Regions from separate parts of the Gossypium hirsutum genome. Here all the other regions are linked to region 1. Evidence: chromatin contacts called from public Hi-C data. All regions are on one chromosome and are shown on one strand. Each heading gives the region's core, a stretch centred on a gene start, on an enhancer-like site or on the middle of the called end of the contact. The rest is flanking DNA. Distances are from core to core; before and after follow the strand shown.

Evidence for each region. A called contact is a pair of places that touch in the nucleus more often than the background predicts.
Region 2: a contact with region 1 is called in a Hi-C map of leaf, with 2.0 times the contacts expected there. The contact joins the promoter of LOC107943246 here to the promoter of LOC107959819 in region 1. A contact is called at or near these places in 3 of 34 Hi-C or Micro-C datasets (all in leaf).
Region 3: a contact with region 1 is called in a Hi-C map of leaf, with 1.7 times the contacts expected there. The contact joins the promoter of LOC107961455 here to the promoter of LOC107959819 in region 1. A contact is called at or near these places in 6 of 34 Hi-C or Micro-C datasets (hypocotyl and leaf).

The regions. Positions count from the first base shown.
Region 1 is chrA05:101,142,140-101,147,293 of Gossypium_hirsutum_v2.1, reverse strand. LOC107959819 (inositol hexakisphosphate and diphosphoinositol-pentakisphosphate kinase VIP2) reads left to right here and starts at 2,833. Exons shown (of 30, transcript XM_016895974.2): 1 at 2,833-3,340; 2 at 3,525-3,584; 3 at 4,149-4,195; 4 at 4,730-4,813. The coding sequence starts at 3,254.
Region 2 is chrA05:101,541,166-101,546,319 of Gossypium_hirsutum_v2.1, reverse strand. It overlaps LOC107943246 (60S ribosomal protein L34), which reads left to right and starts at 2,333. Exons shown (of 5, transcript XR_005927379.1): 1 at 2,333-2,591; 2 at 2,676-2,755; 3 at 3,578-3,687; 4 at 3,793-3,974; 5 at 4,438-4,796. LOC107887768 (putative NAC domain-containing protein 94) reads right to left here. Exons shown (of 3, transcript XM_041114292.1): 3 at 5,082-5,154. LOC121229594 (a long non-coding RNA gene) reads left to right here. Exons shown (of 2, transcript XR_005927380.1): 1 at 1-543; 2 at 807-1,070.
Region 3 is chrA05:101,485,303-101,490,456 of Gossypium_hirsutum_v2.1, reverse strand. LOC107961455 reads left to right here and starts at 2,518. Exons shown (of 2, transcript XM_016897582.2): 1 at 2,518-2,957; 2 at 3,127-3,373. The coding sequence starts at 2,579. The coding sequence ends at 3,137. LOC107959797 (40S ribosomal protein S9-2) reads left to right here. Exons shown (of 3, transcript XM_016895950.2): 3 at 540-897. The coding sequence ends at 723.

The DNA.
Region 1 (5,154 bases), core at 1,584-4,083:
GAAACTTTGATAGTTGTTCAAATATATACATGAAACACTAATTTTGATTCAATTACATACATTTTTAAAAAACTAAAATACATTAATTTACTTTTATATTGAATAAATATAATTATTTGTGCATGCATCATGTTAGTGTAAATTAGTGTTATATCAATAATTGTGTCAGTGATTAGTGAAAGTTGAATCAAATTAACATTTAATGTAAAAAAATGCATAAAATTAAAGTTCATATTTAAAGTTCATATTTATAGGGTTGGATTTTTTTTTTTTGAAAATGGGTAGGATGGTTTTTGTTTTTAAAAGGGGTAATGTCACTTTTGTTACTTGTACTTTTATAAAATGTTCAATTTGATACCTGAACTAGTAATTTGTATATTATTTGCTATTTGTATTTTCATAAAATGTCCAATGTGGTACCTGAACTATCAATTTGTGTATTATTTAGTCCTTGTACTTTCATAAATTGTCTAATGTGGTACTTATACTTTGAGAATGTTCAATGTAGTACTTGAATTATCAATTTATGTATTATTATGGCATCTAAAGTTAACACCCATAATAAATACTAAGCCAACTAATGAAAATTCGGCACATGAATTTTTTCAAATCAACAATTCCATATGAATAACATAATATTATGTGAAATGGAAAAAAAATGAAATGATATTTGAGATCAAGGTATTCAAACTTTTATTCAAGCTCAATAAGTCAAGCAAGAGACATAAAATTGGGGAAATTTTGGCTTATATAAATTTTGGAAAATTTAGGGTTCTTAACAAAATCTAAGTAATCTTGAGTTAAAAAATGATGATTTTTTAAAGTTAAACTTATATTGTTTAGATATAGTTATTTTTTAAAATTTAGTTTATTTAATTCCATTTTTTTATGCTTTATTATCTATTTTCCATAATATTATTATTCATGTGAAATTAATGATTTGGAAAAAATTCATATGTCGAATTTTCGTTGGTTGGTTTAGCATTTACTAAAGGTGTTAATTCTATATATTATAATAATACACAGATTGATAGTTAGGGTACCACATTAAACATTTTCAAAATATAAGTACCACATTGGACATTTTCAAAGTAGGGTACCACATTAAACATTTTATAAAAGTACCAAGTACCAAATAATACACAAATTAATAGTTCAAGTACTATATTAGACATTTTTAAAGTACAGGCATCATATGGACATTTTATGGAAGTATAGATACCAAATGTGACATTATCCCTTTTTTTAAAGTTGCCGGATCGGATCGAGATTGAGTTTAGACTGCCCTACCCTGGGATATTTACAAAATTACTCCTCATTTTATTTTTATTTATGATTTAACCCCTAAATGATTTTATGGGCTGTAAATTTATGTACTTGATTTCTGGCAGTGGTTGTTAGTAATTACACTAAAGTAATGATAGTTGAAATTAGACATTGGATGCTTGAAAAGGACATAAACCTGTAGAAAAGAACCAAATACAAAATTCGTATGTGACCATGTAATAGTGTTTATCTTGTGCTATTTACATGGAGCCATTGATTGAATAAACTCATCTATTGTAGGCAAGTAAATAGCTTTAAACGTCTTATATAAATTCATCTACTGCCTACTGCACTATTGTTCTTACTTCCTGAACTAATAGCTCCAATTGAATCAGATTTAGCAAAGTGACTAATATACATAATTTATATTATCAAGTAAGCAAATAAAAAATAGTTAGCACGTTCTCAAGACATTGTTTCATAATAAAAGATTTCAACATATTAGAATGAATTGTTTTATAATCAAAGAATTGGTTAATTTGAAACAATAAAATAAAATAAACTTCCATCAGGATGGGTTGAAATCGGGCTTTTAATAAAATTTTGAGTTGAGGTTAGGGCAAGTTTATTTTTTAATGTCAGGATCGAGTTAGAGTCGAGAGACGAGAGTAGAACTTAGGGTCGAGGTCGAGGTCGAGGTCGAGGTGGACAACAATTCACCTTGCACCATTGTCATCACTAATTACACATTTGATCAAAGTTTATGTATGGTTTTGAACTTTTACTACAATTTTTTAAAAAATAAATATATAAAAGAGATGTGAATCTACCAAATATAAACTTTTTTGTATTATACTATTTTTATATTAGTTTGAAATTAGTACATAATGAAAGTTGAAATTAATAAATCTAAAACAACTTATTTTTATGTTATGATTAAAAATATCAAATTTATTATATATTTATTTTATATTAAAGAAAATTCAAAATTAAACAATCTATTAAACTTATGAAAAATAGTAAATTGTACAAGGGCGAAGTTAGAAAATTGTTTAAGAGTCGAAATTAAATTGTAACTTTCAAAGGTTTAAATCAAAATTTTATCATTTGGGGGACAAAGTACAATTTTATCTTTACTAATTTAAAATTTTAAAAATTTTAAAGAACTTAAATAAAAAAAATTCATTTTAGGGGGCCGAGACCCATGCCAGCCCCAGGTTAGTCCTTGAAATTGTACCAAACATTTTAAAACTACAAATAATATTTTAAATTAATTCTCAAACTTTAAAATGTTTTAATCACATTGTCAAAATTAGAAGGTTATACCAATTACGTAATTTCATTTCGCAGTTAAGTGGTATGTAAAATAATTAAAAATTTAAAAATACATGCATACATACATACCCATAATGTATCAATGTGAAAGCAATAGGTTTAATTGATATAAGCTTTAAAGTAGGAGATGTAGTTAGAATTTAAACGGTAAGAAATTTACCAAAAAAACCCCGTAAACTTTGCACGTCCCTGTCACAAAGCAAAATCATCATCCACTTGAATATTCCGGAATCCAATATCTTTCCACTCCAAACACCCCCTCCCTCAATACTAAAATGAATCTATAAATATATTTTTAATTCAAAAAATAGAAGTTTTTCATTTTTGTTCGGCTTGGAAAGCGTTCCATCTCATTTTCCTCTCCGATATTTCTCGCGACTTACTCAACGCCTTGCCTTCTTTATTCTTCGCTGAATCGCTTTCTCTGTTTTTTCTTTCTTTTTTTTTCCCGTTTTCACTGTTTTATTTTATTTTATTTTTTACTTCTTCTTGATCTTATATTATACGTATGATAATATATATACCTGGAAGTTTCCGATTTGCGTTCTGGCGGTGATTCGCAGCGGAAGAGTTTTCCGTCGCAGTGTTCTTTTTTGTTCGCTGAGATTACTTTTCTTTTTTGAGATATAAAGAGTAAAAGGAAGATTCAGAGATGGTAGGAGCAGGAGATGGAAGAGGATATAAGAAGATAATTGTTGGAATTTGCGTCATGGAAAAGAAGGTGAAATGCGGAAGCGAGGTCCTTGTCTCTTTTGTTCGCTCGAGTTTTCTACTAAATATATGAAAAAATTATAATTTTTTCATAAAAAATATAATATAGTTGGACGACGTGTGACTTTGTATAGTAATATAATTTATTATTTATTGCTATGTGTTAATGCTTAAATTTTAAGCTTTTAAAACATTTCCTGTTCTTTTTTCAGGCTTTTTCAGCTCCAATGAGACAGATTTTGGACAGGATTAAGGCTTTTGGCGAATTTGAGGTAGATCAGATATAACTTTTAAACTTTAAATTAATCTGAATTAGAATTGTTTTATTTATGTATGAGTTGAATTTGATGTAACGTGAATTAGTTTACGGGAAATATAAATGGATAAACCATGGTTTGCTCATTTACATTGATGAAATATGTAAATTTTATTTTTTGGTAAAACTCTAATTAAGTGTTTGGAATGATATGCTGGAGTTTGTTAGTGTGTGCTATATTGCACCCTATGTTAATAAAACTTGGGTCTAAGTATTGGATATGATATGTGTTCAACACATGCATGTTAAATTTTTTTCCATGTCAGTTGAAGGGTACTTCAACGGCCATATTTCTTACATCCATGTCCGAATATGCATAAGATATGAGTGCTGGACGCATGTACTTCAAGAAAAATGTTTTGTTGTTTTGTTCTTATGGATTTCTTGCTTTGAAATGTCTTTCTTTTTTTCTTCTTGTAGATTCTCCATTTCGGTGATATGTACTTCAAGAAAAATGTTTTGTTGTTTTGTTCTTATGGATTTCTTGCATTGCAATGTCTTTCTTTTTTTCTTCTTGTAGATTCTCCATTTCGGTGATAGGGTTATTCTTGAAGATCCTATAGAAAGGTACATTTTTGGTTAATTAGTGGAATCACATTGTCTCAGATTTACATTGTGATATTTTTTATTTGGTTACAATTGGCATTGTTGGTGTCGTTATCATTTATTTATTTTTATTTTAAACTTAGAAGACAAAAGAAAGGAAGAAGAAAAAAGGGGTGGAGGGGATCCACAGATTTGCTCATTAAATTTCCAGTTGAAAGCAGTAAATAGACGGTTGCATTTATGTTGAAAAATTTGAAGTCTTCACTTTTAGCTGTTATCTTCCTATTGATTTATTGTCTTGTCATTTGTTTTTTCTTCGAAAGGTATAGTTTGAGTCTGAGCAACTGTGTGATTTGAGATCATAACTTACCCTGTCTCCTTTCATTGGATGATTATATGATTTTTCGAGGGAGTTAAGTTGGAGGATGTGGAGGGAGATGTCCATATTTGTGTAATGAGTGTACTTCTTGTTATCAAACTCAAACGGTCAAGGTTCACATTGTTTTTCTTACCTAGCTGAGAGGTCGTAATTTCTTGTAATTTTGCTTGTTTCAGCTGGCCAATCTGTGATTGTTTAATTGCATTCTACTCCTCTGGATTTCCCCTTAAGAAGGCTGAAGAATATGCTGCTTTAAGGAAGTAAGTTCTTATATATATATATATAATTTTGTATGCATGTATTCTATTTGCATGTTCACAATAGGGAATCGATTTGTAACTTCAATGTGGGAAACTTAACATAATGATTGAATAACTTTTTGACTGTCATACTTTCCTATCTGGCTACAAGTAATGTGCTAAATGTTGGTCAAGTAACGCCTTAAAAAATTAAAGAATTCAGAGCCATGATGATTACTTCAAAATTCTGATATTTTCTTTTGTACATAGGTCTTAAAATTAGATTCCATTGAAAGTTAATTATTTATATTAATTCTGATTGGATCTTGGGTTTAACTCATCAGCATCAATCCATCAATATG
Region 2 (5,154 bases), core at 1,084-3,583, 400 kb before region 1:
ATGAAATGATGCTAAAGTTTTAGGGTAAAATTAGAAGTCAAAGAAAATAAAATAGGGCTTAATCGAATGGCGCTACAAAAAGGAGGAACCAAAACTGAAAATAGCCCATTTGGGCCTTAAAAACAAGGGGATCCCTTTCTAACCGGGTCGGGTCGCGCACGGTTGGTCCAAAACGGTGTCGTTTTGGCACCTGGACCCCCACCCAAAAACGGCGCCTTTTGAATGTTGAATAAAAGACCCAAAATTTTTTAAAAAATTCATTTTAGCCTTCAACTTCAAAAAAAAATCTGAAAGAACTTTTAAACTCTCTCTCTCTCTTTTCTTTCTTCGGCCGATTGGGGCCACTGTCTGGCAGCCGCACCTCCACCGTGGACGGTGGTCGGAGAGGTGCAAAACGACCTCTTTAGCCCCCGTTTAAAATGTTTGAAGACTAAGCCTTCTCAACCCCAAAAAACGAAAGAGAAAGGCCTCTTCTCCCCCTTTTTGGAATCGACGACGACATGGAGAGGAGGACTCCGACGATGCGGCCACAGGGTAACTCTGGTGAGCCCTCTCCCTTCTCTTTTTTAATTTCGTATTTATAAAAAAAAAACTTAAGTTTAAATAATACGAAAATCACCTTAAAAGTTTAGATCTTTTGTTTTTCTATTCCAAAATTTTGGGAAAAAAACCCAGAAGAAAATACAAGTATGTTGATATGGCTTTTATAGCCAAATTACAAGATTTTTTATTTTTATTTTTTGTTTCTTTGTTATTTGTTTTCTCTGTTTGTCCTTTCTGCTTGCGTTTAGACATTCGTTTTGCAGGTGGTGTCAGACGCGTGAAGGAGGCGTGGTGGCGTGCGGCGACTGCACCTTGGGGACTAGGGTTTTGCTTGCTGTTTGGGCTTTAGGGCTTTATTCTTTGGGTCATTTGGATTTGGTTTTAATTTGGGCCATGTATTGGACTTTATTATTGTTTTATTAAAGTTTTTATTTTTTGTTGGCCATGCCAAAAATTAGCCTATTACAAAATAATTAATTGTTTCAAAAGATGACCAAGAAATATAAATTATTAAATATTTTAAAATATTAAATGGTAATATGATATAAATATTACACATGATAGTTTCATATGTGTTGAATATATTGTATTAATTACCGGTGAAATTTTATTACGTGCAATCAAGTTTGTTTTCTAATTATTTAGACATATTCCAAAATATTATATTAATTAATTATTTTATAATTTTTGTGATATGTATTTAACAAATTTTATATTCGTTGAATACATTATATTAGTATTTTTATTATGTTTAAATTACCACAAAGTGATTAAATTTAATAGTAACAACTGTAGTCACTACTGTCAGCTGTTGATATATTGGTTTTGACTAAAAAAAATTATAAGTTGAATAAAATAAAAATTGGATAACAAATAATAATATATCTACTATTCCCAACTTTTATAAGTTTTCATTTTAGGCATTGAAAAAACTTGCAAAACAACACTGTTGCTAATAATTATTTTCATTTTATTTACTATTATCAATTTGGAGTTAGACAATGTTATTATATATCCATTTTAATTACCACTTTAATATTTTGGTTATTTATTTTATTTATAGATATGTGTATTCATTTTCTTTCATTGAGAATTCTTTTTCCATATTTTTTATTTTAGTAAGGTTTTAAAGAGGCACATTATATCTACTAATGAACATTTAAGGAGAAGTGTTATGAATATTTTATTATTAAGTGGATGTTCATCAAGATCAAAATAAAATTTGAAATATTTTTGGACTTTAATAGCCATTATCAATAGAGTTTTATATCATGTATACTTCTTATGTTTACAAATAAAGATTTTGGAGAAGTATCGTAAATCATCTCTATTCATCAATAAAATTTATACTCTCTTTTTGCTCCCTTATTTATTGTTCTCTTACTTTCTTTGTTATTTATTTCATAACATTTTTATTGTTTTCTAATTTTCACATATTTTTATTTTTCAAAAATCATTTTAACATTTTTAATCAAAACACGTTTTCTTTGACTTATATTTACTAAAATAACCGGAATCTTAGTTTTTCTCAATACATGAAATTATCTAAGTTTCTAACAAATTAAAGAAAATAAAAAAAAATAAAATGAGTGGCAAAAATAGAATTTATTAAAGTTACTTGACTACTAAAATGAATCTACAATAATATTGCTTTATCCCAAATTCATGGAGGATGACCAAAATGAAAACGGTTATGTCTTGTTGCAAATATTTTTTTGTGTCCAAAATGAAAAGTTTTTAAAATTAAGTGACCAACTATACAATTTACTAACAATTCTGCATAATCTTAACCGTTGATAGAAAAACCTTAAAACATAATCGTACGATCTAGGGCTTCCTTCCTAAAGGATCCCTACTTATACATTGTCTTCTCTGGTACAAAACCCTTTGGTCTCCACTTTGTCTCTCTTAAGTCTTACCATAAAACAGAGCAGAGAAGGTAAAACCCAAAGTTTGAAAACCATCAAAAATGGTTCAAAGGCTCACTTACCGTACTCGCCATAGCTACGCTACCAAATCCAATCAACACCGTGTCGTTAAGACCCCTGGTAAGTCTGCAAGTTTAGAGATTGGTGCCGCATTTTTATGGTCTAATTTTTAATTGAAATTTATGTTGTTTTTTCCTTTTAAAGGTGGGAAATTGGTCTATCAGACAACTAAGAAAAGAGCAAGTGGGCCTAAGTGTCCTGTCACTGGCAAGAGAATTCAGGGTGTAAGTACTTCCTTTTCCTTTTGAATTTAAATTCAGATTTTTTTTGGGTTGAAATTTTGAGTTTATTGTTATTTTGATCCATGAGTATGATATTTAGGTATACTTTTGCTTACACAAAAATAGTACTTTCTCTTACACAAAAATAGTACTTTCTCTTTGTTTATATTCATGTTGCTGCTGTTGTTTGCCTAATGGATTTTAGGTTCCGAATTAAGCATAAATAAAAAATAAAAAATAAAAAATATTGGGATGGTTTTATATAATTGCTTAAGATCTAATGGAGTTAGTGATGCTGATGGTATGTATAGTTTGTCAAATGTAATGTACAGAGTTTAAACGTTTCAAATCCTAAAATAAGGAAATGTATTAATCAAATCATTTCGGAACTGGCAAGAACTTTGGATTGTTGGAAATTTAATGTGTTGTTGGTCGAGTGTGCTTTTCGTGCTTGTGGATGTAATGAAAGCTATAGCAGTATATCGCTGTAAATGTTTGCTTTAACATCATATCTTGATTGATATTGAAATCCCCAGATTGCATAATCATATATGATGGGATGGAACCCATTTTATCATACTTATATAAGATACTTCATCATAAGGATGTTTTCTGTATATGAGGGAACCCACTAGAGCATTTCACTTTGTATCCGTTTATTACGGTACTTCATCTGTATATTAAGTTGAAATGTAAAACCTTGTTGACCAAAATAGCATCGTGGGGTTGTTTCTTTAGATTCAATCAACTAGGGTCGTACTAAAGATTTAGGTTGTGAGGTTTTTGAGGGTGGTCTTATGGGTTACTTACATGGGTTCATTGCAGATTCCTCACTTGAGACCTGCTGAATACAAAAGGTCTAGATTGCCAAGGAACCGCCGGACTGTGAATCGTGCTTATGGTGGTGTTTTGTCCTGCAGTGCTGTTAGAGAGAGGTATAAATAGAAAGTAGTGCATTATTTATTTGCTGTTATATGATCATGGATGCTAGTTCTGGTGTTTGACGGTTCTCATTGATTCAAATCCGATTGTTTTCGAAGGATAATTCGAGCCTTCTTGGTGGAAGAGCAGAAAATTGTAAAGAAGGTTCTGAAGATCCAGAAGTCCAAGGAAAAGCAAGCTTCAAAGAGCTAAGAAATTAGATGTCGAATCATCATTTCAATTCTGATATGTGATCAGCAAGGCTTTGGAAAGTGCCACCAATGACTTCAGAAGATTAGAGGTTCTCTTTTTCTATTGGCAAATGGACTTCAATGTTTACAATGTTTTGATTAACGACAAATTTAGTCATTTTGGATTACGTTTTGATCATCGAATTTAAAAAAAATTATGGTATGATCGTTAATGTTATTAATTTGTTGTATTTTGATGATTGAGTCATTAATTGTCATTTACACATGACATGTTATATCATCATTTTAGACTTAATTTAATTAAGGTTAAATTGCATTAGTCCTACATTTCCTATTTACGAATTTCGTTCTTTAAACAAATTGAGACGCAAAGGAGATGAATAAGAAGAAAATTTTTATTTTTTATTTTACCAACATCAAGCGAACTAGATGATTAGTTATTGGTTAAAAAGGAAAATTAAAATTACTTCAATTTTCTTCTATTTCATCCATAAATCCATTTTCAGCTTCTTTGAACATCTACTTCATCTTCACTACTTATTTGCTTGGCAGCTGGACGGTATAGACGACCCACATTCTCTTCCACCTTAATCAATTGTCTCTCAGACACCTCATGCAACCCTTCCAATCTAATCAGTCTTCTATATCTGTCTCTGTGAGGAAGAGTGAGTTTCTTAAATTTGGGTTATCTTGGAACAGGTGGCAAACACTATTGGTGGGTCTCGTCAAGACTGTAGGGAGCATAGGAGAGAGTGAGTTTGGATGATAGTGGCAAGGATGAATCGGGAATGGGAAGCAAAGTCATGGTGGATGTAATTGTAACAATCTTGCTGGAAGCAGATGAAAGAGAAAATGTGTGACCAAACTCTTTGTATAATTTTAATATGAATTATAAGACCAAATTAAGTTTATTTGCTTTGCGTTCCCAAATATTTTGTTAAGAAATTTTTTTTTTCAAGAACTCAAAAAACAAGTATAGTATTTAGTTATGCAATTCAACTTAATATTATCATGTTATATCAGCTTGCGTTAACGATGAAGTAATTAAAATGTAACAAATTGATAATATTAATGACCATATCATAAATTTTAAAAATTTATGATCAAAATACAACTTAAAACAACAAATTAAGTAATTGATTCTATAATAATAAATAAATTCGCTACTTTTATAATGATAATATCTACTTTTATAATGATAATATAAGTATGTATATTTCAAAAATTTCTATATGTTGAGAAGAAAAGGAAGTGAAGAGTAAAATAACA
Region 3 (5,154 bases), core at 1,269-3,768, 340 kb before region 1:
AGATACAGTTGTCACTGTATTTAAATGTGAAAGTTGGTAGTTTGCCTGCAACAATTCATTTGTTTTATTCCCTCATGTTCATTTTATATATCTGTCAGCCGTCTTTTGTAATGTGCCCTTAAGTGATAAATGTTAGTTTGAACGGTATGAGTTTGCTTCAACAGCTTGAATGAGGCTCTGGTTTAGAGACGCTGTAAGTTTTCATGATATACACTTGGAAAACATTCTTTCCCTTGAAGCATTTATTTGTTAGGCTGCAACTAGTTATCTGCCAAATTCCTAACTGATTTCTGATATGCTGATTTGCTAGTTGTTGCAATTTATTGTCTTGTGCTTTGCATATTCCTGTATATGATTTCTTGTTGAGCCGTTTCATATTTGTTAAGCCTAGTTGTATAACCAGGTCTAGCTCTAGCTTTAAGAAGCTGGAGTCAACTTGAAATTTGAGGTTCAAAGCTTACTCGAGTTTGATTAAGTTGTATCCTGATGTTATAGATGTTTCTGAATGTTGTATCCTGATGTTCGGTATTTATTGACAGGGTCGGGAGACAGGTTGTGAACATCCCGTCCTTCATGGTGAGGGTCGACTCCCAAAAGCATATTGATTTCTCTCTTACTAGTCCGTTTGGAGGTGGCCGCCCCGGAAGAGTGAAGAGAAAGAACCAGAGAGCAGCTGCCAAGAAGGCTGCTGGTGGAGATGGTGATGAAGATGATGAAGAGTAAACCTTAGGCTACTATCAACCACCAGTAGGAACCCTTTAAAAGCCTTTGTTTGGAACATACAATATCCTCCATTGGTAGACATGGTTTTGAGTTTTGTTTCCAGAACTTTGTTGTAGTGGATCTTGATATATGTTTTGCATTTACTATTGCTGTTTTGGTCGGATTTGAAGTTAATTAAGTGTGCTGTTTTAAGATTAAAAAAAAAAAAACATCTTTATTATTGTGATCTCTATACTAGCAAGCTCCACCATTTTGATTGATAATGGATATGTATTTTGTATAATCAACAGGCAGAAGATATATTTAATAAATACAAAAAAAAAATTAACATAATAAATATAAGATGTCATAGCTAACATCAAATCCCTTTGCTCTCCACCCGTGTCTCTTCCAAAATAAATTAAAGCGAAAACTGTTCTTTTCCAGCTGCTGCTTAAAGGCATCTCTCTCCTTTCTTCTCTTTGTTGCGTCCTTAAGTCTTTACCATCTCCCTTTTCCCTTCTCATTGTTGGGACCATAGGCAGGCAGCAGTCCGACGGCTCTTCTCATTGTTGATCACTCCTTTCTCATTTGCTTCATTGTTTCATCTTTCCATTTTTCCATTTCTCCATTTCGGATATCTCTTCAACCTCTAGTCTATTAAATTTTAAATTAGGTGTAGGGTTTGGCCGTTGGCTTCTCCCATTAGGGAGATATTTTAGGAGTCAATGAGATTTGATCATTTTGGTTTTTTGAATCCACGGTGATTTGGTTTTTTGGTTCAACCCAACTTGTTTTGGTCTATGCCTAATTCAAAGGATTTGAGGTTTTGTTGATTTTTCAATGACAAGATTGTCAGTGCTGGATCAAATACTAAGTTTGTGAGATTGGATCTGATTGTGATGCCCTGTGATATAATTCGTAATTGTGATGTTAGTATTTCTTTCTTGAGTCAAATTTGTTCCTTGGTATAACTTGACTTTCAATCTAAGCATTTGTATCGTTTCTTTACTCTTTATGTCCAGTGTATTGAGATCTTTGTAACTCATTTTATTTATTTGTAATGATTTAATATTAATAAAATTTCCTCTTCCAATTTATATTTAATTGCTGTTTAGAATTTAATAGTTTAACATTTTTCTTATTATCAACAAGGCCTTAACTCAACAGGTAAAATTAAAATGTTGAGAATTTAATATTTTATGATTTTTTTATTTGTTACGTCTTTTAACATCTTTGAAAGCAAAGCAATGGTGAACATTCAACAAAAACCATAAAATTAGCTCAATATCTACATGAAAAATAATAAAAAGTATATGGTAATTTGGTGCCACATGTACAATCATGAACTTCTCCCACACGCATACATACCTTGCCACGTTTACTCCAATCAAATAATTTCAGTCTTTAATGCTCAATCATGCATGCAAAATACGATTTTTTGAAATAGACTAATCCTCCACTTATTTCCCTCCACCTCAATATTTTAAAACATTCCATTAAAACTTAAAAAATATTTATTTACCTTAAAGGGAAAAAAAATCTCGAGATGAAACTCTTATAACGTGGCAATAGTAAGCCACGTGGCGAATTGAATACCCTATGAAACTCCAAGCCTAATTAAACGGCACCGTTTCAGGACCCTTTTGACTAGTCCTTTTCATCACATGTCTTTTCGTACACCAAGTGATAGTTGCCTCTTGTCTCACTCTACTGCCAAGTGTCATTCCACAGGAAATTGCAGAACCCCACAAAAAAACTCACCGTTTTAATCTCTTCTTTCCCTCCTATAAATTCCCCCGCCACCCTAAAAAATCCCACGTTAAAGGAAAGAAGAACCAAAAAAAAAAAAATAATAATAAGAGATACCGACTTGATGGAGGCGAAGAAGGAGGTTCCGATTATGGAGGTGGAGAGTGGTGATTCGTCGACGGAGGAGGCGGAATCAGAGTCGCCGAGGTCTGTGGTGGTGCAGATGAAGAAGAAAGTGGAGAAAGTTCATAATCAGGTTTTAAGGATAAGAGAGGAAGAGTCGCATCTCGGCGAAGATTTCTTCGGCGGCGACGACGAGAATAATAAGAACGACTCCGTATATGGAGGAGGTGTTGGCGGTGGAGGCTTTGATGAAAGACGACGACGACGACGACGACGTGTCAACGTGGTTCTTGTTTCGAGACCGATCTTGCCTTGTTCGCCTCTCAGCGGCAAGAACAACGTTAAAAGGTCTTACACTGAACCTACCGAAATCAATCAAGGTTTGTTTTCTATTTTTCTTTTTTCTTAAAAACTTTATTTTTTCTCTTCTTTGTTTTCTCCTCAACCTGTTTGGATGCTAAGAAACGTTCGTTCTTTTTGAATTCTAATAATCAGATCCTCGCGAGAATGATTTTTGTTAATAATTGTATTAATTTGAAATTACGGCAGGGAGTTTTTAGAGAAGGATTAGCGAACCTTGCATTGAGGGAGACTTGCAGTGTTTAGCTTAATTAGTATGGGAAAGCTTGAAGATGAATTTAATGGAGTAGCGTTTAATTATGAAATCTTAATTAGTTAGGGTTTTAATTAGAAGGAGAAATCCTGTTTTTCATCTGTAGATCATGATGTACAAAACAGTTATCAAATGTACAATGGAATCATTCTACAGCTCAACGTAGTAAGTAATATTTTCTTTCTTTTTTTTCTTGTAAATAAAAATTCACTATTTTTCTCCTCCTTAATTATCCAAAAATAAGTTACAATTTTGAAAAAATCGGGATAAACTTTTATTCAAAATTACTCATCTCATATTAGTTGAGTACAGATAGTATGAATATTTTTAAAAATTATTTTAGAATAGTTATATATTTTTAATTATATTTATATGCGTCAATTTATTTGAAATTTGAAATGATTTATTATCTAACTAATATCCAAAATTTAAATTGGTTATGTAAACCCAAACCCAGCCCAATGCTCCGACAAGATGCGGCACATCACACTAATGGTGGAAGCAATCCACTTAATCAAATTTTCAATTACACACATTAAAATATAAAATTTAAACATAAAAATAATTAATAAACAATTTAATAAAATCATCCTTATAAAAATAAAAATAAAAATCATGTTTATAAAAAATAAAATAATTTTAAAAATAACCTAACAATTAATCGATTTAAAAATGATAAAAATGACAAAATAATCTGATGGAACTAATTATATGTCAAAGTTAAATTAAGTGAAAATTGTTTTTATGGAATAAAAATTTCTGGAGATTTCTTTTTGACGATATTACTCCATCACGAACTCATTAATTATTTATAACCTGCGTACGAAATTAAATTTCTTTTTGATAATATTGTTATTGTGCACAAAAGTAAAAACCCGAATGTTAAGTTATTCACAATTTAATGGTGATGTCCAAATTTTAACTTAATTTAAAAACACATTTTAAATACTTCCAGTAAGGTAAGCTTTACCAAATATTAAAATTCTTTTAAAAACATATTTTAAACACTTCAAGTCCATGAAAATGACGGTTGAATGATTTCTCAATTCCTATAATTACATAAAATATTTTTAATAGCAATTTGTAATTTTTCAATTTTCATAACGTATCAATATAAATAAAATTCATAATTTAAAATAATATAAATATGTTCAAACACATGAGTATCTTATAACAACAACAATATTTCAATATGAGTTACACGTGACTTAATTAATAATTAACTGAACACCAATACGTAAAGCGCAACAATAACAATACTCCTAGACGCACAAGGTAATAAACAATATGGGGATCCCTATACTCTACAACATATGTGTCGAAACTATTTTTTATTTTGAAAAATGGGGATCGAATTCAAGGCGCCCTTTGGTTTCAAGGCGCCCTTTGCGGGTTTTCACCTTGGCCTCTCATTTTTCTTTTCTTTTTCTTTTTTGTGTTTTTTTTAAACTATTAACTGTGACTGAATCTGAATTCATCGGGTTGGGCAGGTCCTTGCCATTCATTTCGGTCAATATCAATGCTCCTCCAGAACAGGCCTTCTTTACTACATAAGGTCCCTCTCAATTTGGCATATTTCTTCCTTTGAAATCCTTCCATATAGGAAGGATCTTTTACAATATCAAGTTCCCCTCATGGAATTCTCTAGGATAAACCTCTCTGTCATAAGCCTACATCGTCTAACTGTGACGGACATCCTTTAAATTCGACTGAACATATCGGGATTGGATTCATTCTGCCTCATCTCATTTTAATTCTGACAAGATTCGGAGAAAATGAATCTTGTTTTCAAAACCATTTTTATCCCAAAAACCAATGAGCCATGTGTTGCCCCAGCAAAGATCCTGGTTAACATTCAATAAGCATAGAGGATAAATGGTGACTTCTTTATGCCAATCCTTACAAGTCTCGGTCACCTTCCACAATCTCTTTTTGTTGTTTTTGTTTTTTTCTTTCCCTTTTTT